Regions from separate parts of the Mus musculus genome. Here regions 1 and 2 are each linked to region 3. Evidence: chromatin contacts called from public Hi-C and HiCAR-type data. All regions are on one chromosome and are shown on one strand. The core of a region is the stretch at or near the end of the contact, and the rest is flanking DNA. Distances in the headings are between cores, read along the strand shown.

Region 1 (3,321 bases), core at 133-2,632, 140 kb before region 3:
GCAGCGAGGTAGGGAGACTGAGCTCTGCAGGACCCCGGGAGCCACACAAAGATTTGGAAGTTTGACCTCCAGAGCAGAAGTGAGACTATTGATGAAGTCATCAGGATAGAGTGTATTGATGAATACAAAGATCTTTTTTTTTTTTTTAAAGCCAAGATATCTCTGTTGTGAATGACAGACCACACGGCTATACTCTCAGGGTCCTCTGTGGAGAAGGGTTATAATTTCAGTTTGGGCAGGTCAAGCTTGAAATATAGATACACCACCCAAGGGGGAGAACTGTGGGCCTTTAGGGATTGAGGACTGGGAGCTTAGGAGGGTGACAGGAGAGCCTTGATTAGATATCGTGGGTAAGCTTTGAGACTTGGCAGGGTCTGAGAGGAAGCCACACCCAGAGAGAGGAGCAGAACACATCTCAGTTTGGGGGAGTTTCTCCCTTGTTCCCGGGAGAGGAGAGAGATGCGGACAAAAGAGCTATCAGAGAGCTGAGAGGAAACCAGGAATGTGTGATGCCATGGAAACCTAGGTTGCTAAGGAGACTCTTAGGAAGCTAAAGCAGCCTCCTGTGTTCCCAAGAACCTGTGCAAATCAGGCTGAGGTAGCCATGCCCCAGTAGCAGAGGAGATAGATGACAGAGGCCTTTGCTAATGAGTGACATCAAATAATCACGTTCCCACCTGGCCGGGTTAGGTTTGCCTCTTGTGTTTCATCTTCTCAGTGGGCTACTGTGAAAGAGCTTAAGTAATACGAACAACACATGCAAGGCTTTCCCGAGCCCCTGAGAAGGAAGCGGGGTTACTGTGACCTGATGGTTTGTGAATGGACTGACCCTACAGTTATAAACCAAGATGGCACTCACAGTGGATGGGTAGTAGATGAGACACCGACACAAGTGGCATTTGGGACTGCCCCCTGAGAACTGGGATGCATGCTCATCCTAGCCGTTGGCCACTGGTTTCATACTGTTGCTTTGGGAATAGCATTGCTTTGTTTGAGCTCTAGACCTAACTCTAACTAAGTATACACAATGACCTGAGCAGGTAAACAGCCTGGACTTCCCATCTCCTCTGTCCAGCTGGCCACGTGGACGGATGATGGTGGTGCTCACTGTATCTTTAGACTTTGTCTGAAGCTTTTTCACCAACCCAGATTCTCAGTCAAATCTTAGCACACTTGGTCCCCTCCACTGTTACTCGCGCTGCTCTTAGCAGGCTGGTAAGAACTTGATAGGCCTTCTGTGTAGGTTTCCTTCTTGCTTCACTGCCAAATCACAGTTGGCCCCACTGACTTGGCCTGTCTCCAGCTTTTGGGCATCAAGACTCATTAAGCCTTCGAGTTCAAGTGAGGACAGTTTGAGCTGCTCTCGCCCCTCCCCCCTAAGGTCGCTAGTGAAAAACTGCTTTTTGTTTGAAGATTGGCCTCGCTTAGGTGGGGACTAAAGCAAAGACCGAGTATCCCAGTGGCCTTCTGTGCAGAAAAAAAAAATCCCACACACGGAAACCATGCCAGGCCAGTGCACAGGACTCTCGCAATGAGTAGAATGGACCCCTGGTTCTCCAGAAATCAATAGCCTCTTGGCACAGTCGATCCTTTCAAGCCGTTCTCTCAGCATCGATTACAAAGTCTTCTTGGGGAACTCTTTGGAGCCTGCCAGCATCTTGCCTTTGAAACGTGCTTGCCCTCATCCATCTTTGTAACATTTTTCTCCTTGTAAAGCCATGGGCTCCTTGTCCCATCTGCTCTTGTCCTTGTTGAGACCTTGAGATAACACAGATCTTGGGTCTTGGAGCTGCTCTTGATGCTGCTCACAACTGTGTTTGACATTTATTTTAGGATAATTATCATTCAATAACTATTTCCAGTATGGCGTGGTTTTTCCCACCTTGCAAATCCCATGTCTTGATAGATGCAAGTCTTCTATTGACTTAAAAAAGCTTAATCTCTTGACTTCTGGAGAGATTTCATATACATGGATTGACTTAGAATCAGGCAGGAAACTGCGGTGTGGCAGGAGGCTGGTCTGCTGCTTTGCCTCCTGGGGGAGCCCCATGCTCACTTAGGCTTTGCTGCCATTTAGGGGGCTTTAGTAGCTCCCAAATTGAAGTTCTGTAATAATTTGATCTTTTGATGGCCTCTCATGGGCTGTCAAGCTGGGTGGGCTGGTTTCCCACGACGAAGTGTGGAAATGTCCTGTCTCCACCATTTTTTCCTCTCAGTGTTTTCTTTGGTTACCCACAGGAGAGGGTCCTTTCTTAAATAGCCTACCCAGGGTCTGCCTTATGAATTATTTCTTTTTAAGGTGAACTGTAAAAGTAGACTTCCTTCTTTTTACTAGAGCAAACAAAGAGCAAAGGAGATGGAAAAAAATTGAGGCCGGTGGGTGTGGTTAGCCCTGGTGCCCACTTTTCCTTGAGCTCCTGTAGATTGCTCTGGAAGGCTAACTTTATGGTGGAAAGAGCCTGCTTACCTCATCCCAGGCGGGAAGGGAAACTTGAATTCTTCCGTCCTCATCCCTCCTTCAGGATATGGTTGCGTTTCCACTGACAGGTGTCCCTGAATGTCTGATTGCTAGGTTTCCACAGAGTGTGCCAGTGCTGTCCCTGTGCACTGGCCCCAGAATATGAGCTGTGGTCCCTGCTGTTGGCTCTATGTCTTCCTGTCCACACTTGCTTCACTTCCTTCCAGCCTCTGGAGTGCTCTCCTTTCTGGCCAGTTTCATCTCTCTAAGTCCTAAACACACAACCACACTGGGCACCCTTCTGTCCACTAACTACCTGATTGCTACATCCTGTATTCAGTGTTTTGTGTGTACATGGCTGAGTCCACCTACAGTATAAATGGAAGTGCTCATTTCAAGTGTTCTCTCCCATGTTTTGGGTTTGAAAGGTATTTTGGCTGTGCCTAGATTTAGAAATTAGTCTCGCACATGACAGTACTCAGGATAATTATATTTTTAGATTAGATATTCCTCAAAGTAATGACAGTGATCGCTAGTCAGCCCTCTATTACTGTAACAAAATATCTAAGACAATACTCTTTAAAAATAATAAAGGTGTCCACTCACAGTTTCAGGGGTTTCTGTCCATGGTTGGTTACCTATTGCTTTTGAGCCTATGTCAAGGTTCAAAAGCCAATTGAAAAATGAACATTACGGCAAGTGTGCAAAGTGGAAGGAACCTGTTTATCCCAAGGTGGGAGGGAAGTGGGTCAGGGGACATTGGAGAGGCTAGAATGCCAGTACTCTTCAGGGCACATCCACAATATCCACAAGTCTTTCTATAACCTCTACTTCTTAGGCTCCACCAGCAGCAAATAATGTCA
Region 2 (3,330 bases), core at 140-2,639, 250 kb before region 3:
CCCAGCTGTTCCACAGGGCTGTGCTTTAGTGGCTTCGTGTTCTAGCTTTCTATAATGGCATTTGCCTACCCTGCTCCAGCCCAAGAGGTCTAGTGAGTTCTGTCTTCACATTCTCCTTACATGCCTCAGGTAGAGAAAGGGGTCATAGCCCTTATTCATGATGTCCAGGGAAGGGGAGTTGATGAGCCCGGGTCAATCAGACTCTAGCCTGGCCTATCCCTCTCAAAGGGCTTGGCTGCTATGCAACAAAGAAGCAGAGAGTCCCTTAAAGGAAAATCTGGGACCTTGTGGTGGAAGAATGCAAGGAGTGGCCGAGGAAGAGGCCAAGAAGACATATCATGAGCATTTTGAGGCAAATGCAACCGTGGGCTCTGAGACAGCACAGTCAGTAAAGTGCTCACTGTGCAAGATGGGGACCTGAGTTTGACTTCCTGGACCTAAGAAAAAAGCCAGGCTCTGAGGTGTTTGTAATCCCAAGGCCAAAGAGGTGGAGACAGAAGGATCTCTGCAGTTCCCAACTAGCCCCACTTATTTAAGGCAAGCTCCATGGTGTTCAGAGACCTGACCTCAAGAAACAAGTTGGATGACATCAGAAGTTATCCTCTGGGTTCCACACATATGCACACTTATGTGCCTATGCATCGTCGTGTGCAGGTACACACACAACATATGCATACAGACACGCACACACACACACACACACACACACAATAATAATGCTATAATATATAGGAACATATCTCGTGGGTGGTAAGAAAGGAAGAAAATACAACACAAAAACCTGTGACTACTTCCTTAAAGAGAGCATAGGGTTATGATCCTAGGGTGATTTTTAAAAAGCCATCAGTACATTGTCTTATTCCTTTCTGGACAGGGTCCCACTATGCAGTTCAAGCCAGCCTGGAACCTGCAGTGTTCCTACATCAGCCCAAGTAATCCAAGTCCTGAGATTACAGGTGTGTGCCTCAAAGCCTGGCGTTATTTCTGTTTTGTGAGACTTAAAAAGTAATGTCTGTTTTGGAGGCAGCATCAATGTTGGGTTTGCAATCCCCCAACCCAAATACACCACATTGGTTTCACTAGTTATAAAAAGTAGATACAATGTAGCACATTGATTTTTAAAGTGTTGATTAAGAAGACAAATAATTTCCTCTTTTCCTCTTAGTATTTATGAGGATATACTTCATGCTGAATTATAAGATGGCTGTTTTTTTAGAGCCAATTCCAATGGCTGGTGTCTGTTTCTCCTGTCTAACTCACGTTCCCCAGAAACCTAGGAAGAGCAGAAGTGTTCAGTCACTCCTCACTGGACCCTGGGATCCAGAGCATGCCAGCTCTGCCCAAGTACTTCCCAGGCATGCAACCTGCTAAAAGTGGACACAGCGGCTGTCGCCCACTGATCCTCTGCGTTGAGTGACCCAGATTGGCAGAGCGCAGCTGGGGCCCGACGCAGAGAGAGTCCGGGAAAGAGAAGGGTAAAAATAAAACTGGACTTGCAGCTTAGCTGGAGTCGGAATCTGCTGACACTCCCTGGGTATTTGGCCCTTGATTAGAATTCTCTTTTGATTTGCGGGAAAATAGCGGTGATGATTAGAAATTATGATTTTCTAGGTTTCTTAGAATTACAGAATAGCTTTATCCATCACGTTTGAGTGATCAAGCATGGGCTGGGGTAGAGTCGTGAAAGGTGAATAGTTCCCCTTCCTGAGTTTCTTTTTTTTAAAATTTTTAATATTTTTTATTATGTATTTTCCTCAATTACATTTCCAATGCTATCTGAGTTTCTTATTTATCCTCCTGACATTAAGTCTGTTTTCTCCATAGCGTTTCTCTTTTGGTTGTTAATAGAGTGAAGTGAGCTTTTCATTATGGCTTTTAAAATAGTTACTTTAGCGATCTTTAAAAAGCAAACAAACCCTGAGTGACAGTATTTAGGTATGCTGTCAGGTTATCCACAAACTGTAATATTTTAGACCCCCACACTCTGACATTTTGACATTTATATTTTTAAAGTGTCTATTTGCTCAGTTTGATGTGCCTGTCATTGAAATGCTGAAAATCAAAGTTTTGATAACTTTGAAGCATCTGAGATTCCTGCCCAGTGGCTGGTGGATTTGATGTACTCGTGTCTCTGTGATCTGTAGATTGAAAATTGAATCTCCAAATAGCCTTTGCTTTGCAACAGTGATTAAAAGGTGTATGGCATATTTATATTTCAAAATTTATGGGAAATGTAGATATTACTTATTTTGAAAGACAAAATAAAATATTCTAGGGATATAATACTTCTGGTAAAAGCTTCTATGTGTTGTTTGTGTGAGTATGCTAATTTGGAATAAGTGGTTTTCAAGTAATTCACTCCAATTGTTATTTATAAAAATTATCAGAGGATGCCTGGTTGCTATGCATTTCCTTTTAGTTGCAGAGATGTGATGGAATTAGATAATGATTATGTGCTGCGTCAGCAGTGTTGGCTTTGTCCAAGCACTAGGTTGGCCTCATTTGGTTCCAGCTATGGGCTGGCTTCAAGTTGGTTTCATGAGTCTATTCTCTTTGGACAGAGGCAACTTGGGAGCTATGTTCTCATTAGGCAAACAGATGACAGGTGCAGCAGAGCCCAGCCAGACACATGCACTGAATGTGGTTAAAGTCTTCCCTTGTATCCCAGCTACTTATATTCCACTGCCAAAGCAAGTGGTGTGGCCAAGCCCCAGTCGGTGGGGCAGGCAAGGACATTCTGCTCCTAGTGGTAGAGGAGGCAGCAGACATTTCTCCAACTAACATATTCTTTCTATTTTTTTAAAGTTGCTAACAACATTTTATGTTTTCCCATTTATTTGTTTGTGTGTTCATTCGTTCATTCATTTGTTTTACATCCTAGCTGCAGTTTCTTCTCCCTCCTCTCCTCCCTGTCCCACCCTTACAAATTTCTGCCCCCACTACCCCCATCCCTTCTCCTCAAAGAACGGGAATGAATTCCCACTTTCGCTTTCGTATTACCCAGTCCTGGGACATCCAGTCAAAGCAGGATTAGGCACATCCTCTCCCACTGAAGCCCAACAGGCAGTCCAATTAGTGCATGGGAACAAATGGCAGACAACAGAGTCAGAGACAGCTCCTACTTCAATTGTTGGGGGACCCACATGGATACCAAGCTGCACATCTGCTACAAATGTGTAGGGGTCTTCGGGCCAGCCCTGAATGTTCTTTGGTTGGTGGTTCAGTCTTTGAGCCCCCATGGGCCCAGGTTAGTTGACTCTAGATCTTTTTGTGATGTCCTGGACCCCCCCCAGCTTGGTCAATCCTATCCCCTACTCTTCTGGGAGACTC
Region 3 (3,068 bases), core at 77-2,576:
GTCTGAAAATGACCCTCTCCCAAATTACCTCAAGAACTCCATGCAGTAGGCCAAACACGGCCTGAACATGGTTAAGTAAGTGTCTGACTTCAGTTTGTGTATAGAAGTAAGTACTGGAGCACTATTACCTAGACTAATACATGCCAGATAGTTACTGTGAGATTGCACATCTGCCAAGCACTTAGCTTGGTGTCCAGGTGACTTGTAGCCCACAGGAGCCCTTATTTTTTGTATTACCATAATCAAGTACAAGGTAAAATAGTACATTTTCCCCCTAGAAATACAAAATAGGGAGAAATATAAAGATTTGGGGAATTTACATAAGATTATCGAAATTACCATTTTGAGCAGATGTGAATTTTATATGTATGAGATGGATTTTTTTGTCTTCTCCCAGCTGCTGGTGTCCGTCAGTCCAGTTCATTCCCTAAAAGTCAGGCAGCTGTCAACAGCTCTTTCTAGGAGACTCTATCGCTTATTTCTTCCCCTGGCTCTTTCTGTATCTGTTGTGTTCTCCAGTCTTGGCTCTCTTCTACCACCTGGGCTTCCAAGATTCCACTCTCCAGGCACAGAGACCCCCGGTCACTCCATTTCATGAAGACTGACCAAACTTCTCTCACACAGTCACTCATCCCCAATGTCGGAGCCCCCAGTGGTCGATGGCAGTTCTTGTGTGATGAGCCAAGCCCGGCTCTTGGGTACCTCAAGCACTCTGTGAGCTTTTCTCAGACTGAGTGATGAGGTGGGGCTGTTTGTCCCTTGTCTTCAACAAGCTTGTGGCCCTCCTCAAAAAAAAAAAAAAATCAGCAGTTTCCTTCTGTTTTCTGACCCAGGGGAACAATCAGATCTTTCTTGCTCCTTCTGCTTCTCAGTGAGGGCAGGACAAAGGCATCCGGGTAGGCGCTGTTTGCCTCGCAGTTGACACCAACTGCAGATTCCTGTCAAATGTCGACAGGAAAGTGTTTTTCCCCAACCAGAAGTCATCTTAAGGTTGGTAGATTAATGTTCTTGAAATGAAAATCTATTAAATACTAACGTATATCTGTATATAAAAATTGTTTAGCAATTTCAAGATGATATGTGCCAGAGGAGATAAATTGAACACAGCCCATCTTTAGTGGCTTGAAAAGCATCCAGTAGCTAGCATGGTCCAAATGTGTGTGTGGCGGGGAAGGTAATTAAAGCGTAGAGGAATGGATCTGCTGGCTTGCTGCTTCTCCTTCTAGTGGGGACAGATTCTTAAGGCAAAAGGAGAATCACACGCATAGCAATGTGGCACTGGGTCATAGTGCCAGGACACAAATACACTGGTTTTCCAGGCTTGCGTCCAGTTAGTCAAGGCCTGGAGCCAGAAAATCTCTCACCATCCCAGAATAGTCCCAGGAAGGTCCTTGGACATCGCCATTTAAACGATGGAGGTCAAACGATGAGCTGTAGCTTAGGTATTGGGCCGGCTCTCACCCTTCTGCCTTAACGGCTGTCGTCCATCCCTGTGATTGCTTCAGCTACCATCCATCCTGTGATTGCTCTCTGCCAATCTGACAAGGCTGGGGAGCAGCCAGTAGCTAGGTAGATTTTTGTGGCTAAACGGTGTGATTCTGAAGCCAGGAATCTGCCTCCTCCTGCCTCTGGTCTTGGAGCTGAGTCAGGCAGTAAGGCTAGTTTGGATGGAGTTCTTGGTGAAGGGGACGCCAACTCCTGGCTTAGCCTCACGCACACCCTTCCGTGTGCTCATTCATTCCCTTCCAGGACTCTGTTTTTGTTTGTTTTCATCCTTGAAAAACTGTTTCCAGTGGAAGGATGGAAGACCTATCTTCCGAGCTGTAACCAAAGGGACAGAACGCACGAGTCAGAAAGCACATTCGCCAGCAAGGGTGTGTTTTAGGAGCAAACCTCTGATTCTATCTGGGCTGGTTAAGACTGCCAACTTTGAACTCATTTCCTTGGATGTAATGCCATTAATACAGAAATAACAAGCATTCAGGATGGAGAAGCCAGACTTGGGTTCATTAAACCAGCTTTGGGAATTTCCCTTGATTACAGATAGCCTTTGTGTGCTACAGAGCTCAGAAAACTTTATAGAAAAATAGAAGGTGCCTGGTACATTACCACTTTTAAATTCATTTTTTAAAAATAGCCCCTTCTTTCTCTTGGTGCATATAAAGAGTTTTAAGTTGAGTTTCAGCCTTCTTGACACTCTCTCTCTCTCTCTCTCTCTCTCTCTCTCTCTGAACATTTAGCTAGTGGTGGCTTGATTTGGGTGAATAGTATGCATTTAAACTAAGCGTTTGAGCATGGATTGCATAGATGATGCATTTATTTTAGAACGACATTTGTTTTCCACCCTGAATGGCACTCTGAATGGCTGGCTGCCTGGCTGGGGACAGCACGGTCTTGGCTGCTCTGGGGCTGACTGAACTGCCTCCTGCCCTGAAGGATTCCAGGAAGTTCTAACCTTCTGCAGAATAATGAACAGTTGGTCCGGGGCAGAAAGGGAAGAGAAATGGCAGCTTGGATTGTTTCTGCAGTGAACTTGAAAGTCTCAGTACTTAGTTTCTTCTTCTGGGTCAGAAACTCTTAAATCCTGAGAGATCACCAATGGTAAATATGGCTCTCAGGCCACTGATGGCCTGGGTTGAGGATTGAACCAGTTTAGAGTTTCCACCTCTCTGGCCTCCTGGCACTGGGACCCTTGCGAGCCACTTACCTTCAGCCTTTGTGAAGGAACCAGGCTGATACTGTCTAAGATCACCCTGATGGTTAAATGCTACCATCCGTGTCAAGGGCCTCAGCAGCAATGATGCCTGCTAAATGACTAAATATTAATCCTGGTAACCGTAGTACGGCCATTACTGAGCCATGCAGAATACCAGGATGTAAGGTCTTAACCATCATTTCAGGGTGAACTAACTGTATAGAAAATAACTTAGCAATCTGAGAAGTCTCAAAGGTAGATACCTGTTAGCCATGCATAACTAAAATATTACTGAGATGTGATATGCCCGTTACATAATAAGGTAATTAATGCTGGTGGATCGTGTCCCGTTAGTGTTATGCATTGTGTTGAA

Evidence for each region. Hi-C and Micro-C count contacts between places; a contact is called where the count stands out from the background. HiCAR-type assays count read pairs that join an accessible place to other places.
Region 1: a HiCAR-type map of astrocytes shows a contact between it and region 3, with 8 times the contacts expected there. The contact joins two enhancer-like sites. A contact is called at or near these places in 1 of 15 datasets of contacts at CTCF or cohesin (large pre-B cells), 1 of 484 Hi-C or Micro-C datasets (stem cell-derived neural stem cells), 3 of 115 datasets of contacts at active chromatin or transcription factors (astrocytes, extraembryonic endoderm stem cells and neural progenitor cells) and 1 of 9 other capture datasets (embryonic stem cells).
Region 2: a Hi-C map of myocytes shows a contact between it and region 3, with 1.9 times the contacts expected there. The contact joins two enhancer-like sites. A contact is called at or near these places in 5 of 484 Hi-C or Micro-C datasets (bone marrow-derived macrophages, embryonic stem cells, myocytes and 1 more) and 1 of 115 datasets of contacts at active chromatin or transcription factors (fibro-adipogenic progenitors).

Annotation. Positions count from the first base shown.
Region 1 is chr5:66,864,904-66,868,224 of GRCm38.p6, forward strand. All of the region lies in intron 2 of Limch1 (LIM and calponin homology domains 1), which reads left to right. Among named protein-coding and RNA genes, the nearest start is that of Gm52776, 28 kb to the right of the region's middle. Within about 2 kb of position 1,383, at least 41 of the 459 cell types and tissues checked have an H3K27ac peak or open chromatin away from gene starts, as enhancers often do. A contact at or near this core is called in astrocytes and neural progenitor cells, where this site is marked.
Region 2 is chr5:66,759,567-66,762,896 of GRCm38.p6, forward strand. All of the region lies in intron 1 of Limch1 (LIM and calponin homology domains 1), which reads left to right. Among named protein-coding and RNA genes, the nearest start is that of Limch1, 15 kb to the left of the region's middle. Within about 2 kb of position 1,390, at least 17 of the 459 cell types and tissues checked have an H3K27ac peak or open chromatin away from gene starts, as enhancers often do. A contact at or near this core is called in myocytes, where this site is marked.
Region 3 is chr5:67,009,800-67,012,867 of GRCm38.p6, forward strand. The region is part of intron 13 of Limch1 (LIM and calponin homology domains 1); the gene reads left to right. Among named protein-coding and RNA genes, the nearest start is that of Gm33040, 12 kb to the left of the region's middle. Within about 2 kb of position 1,327, at least 49 of the 459 cell types and tissues checked have an H3K27ac peak or open chromatin away from gene starts, as enhancers often do. A contact at or near this core is called in astrocytes, myocytes and neural progenitor cells, where this site is marked.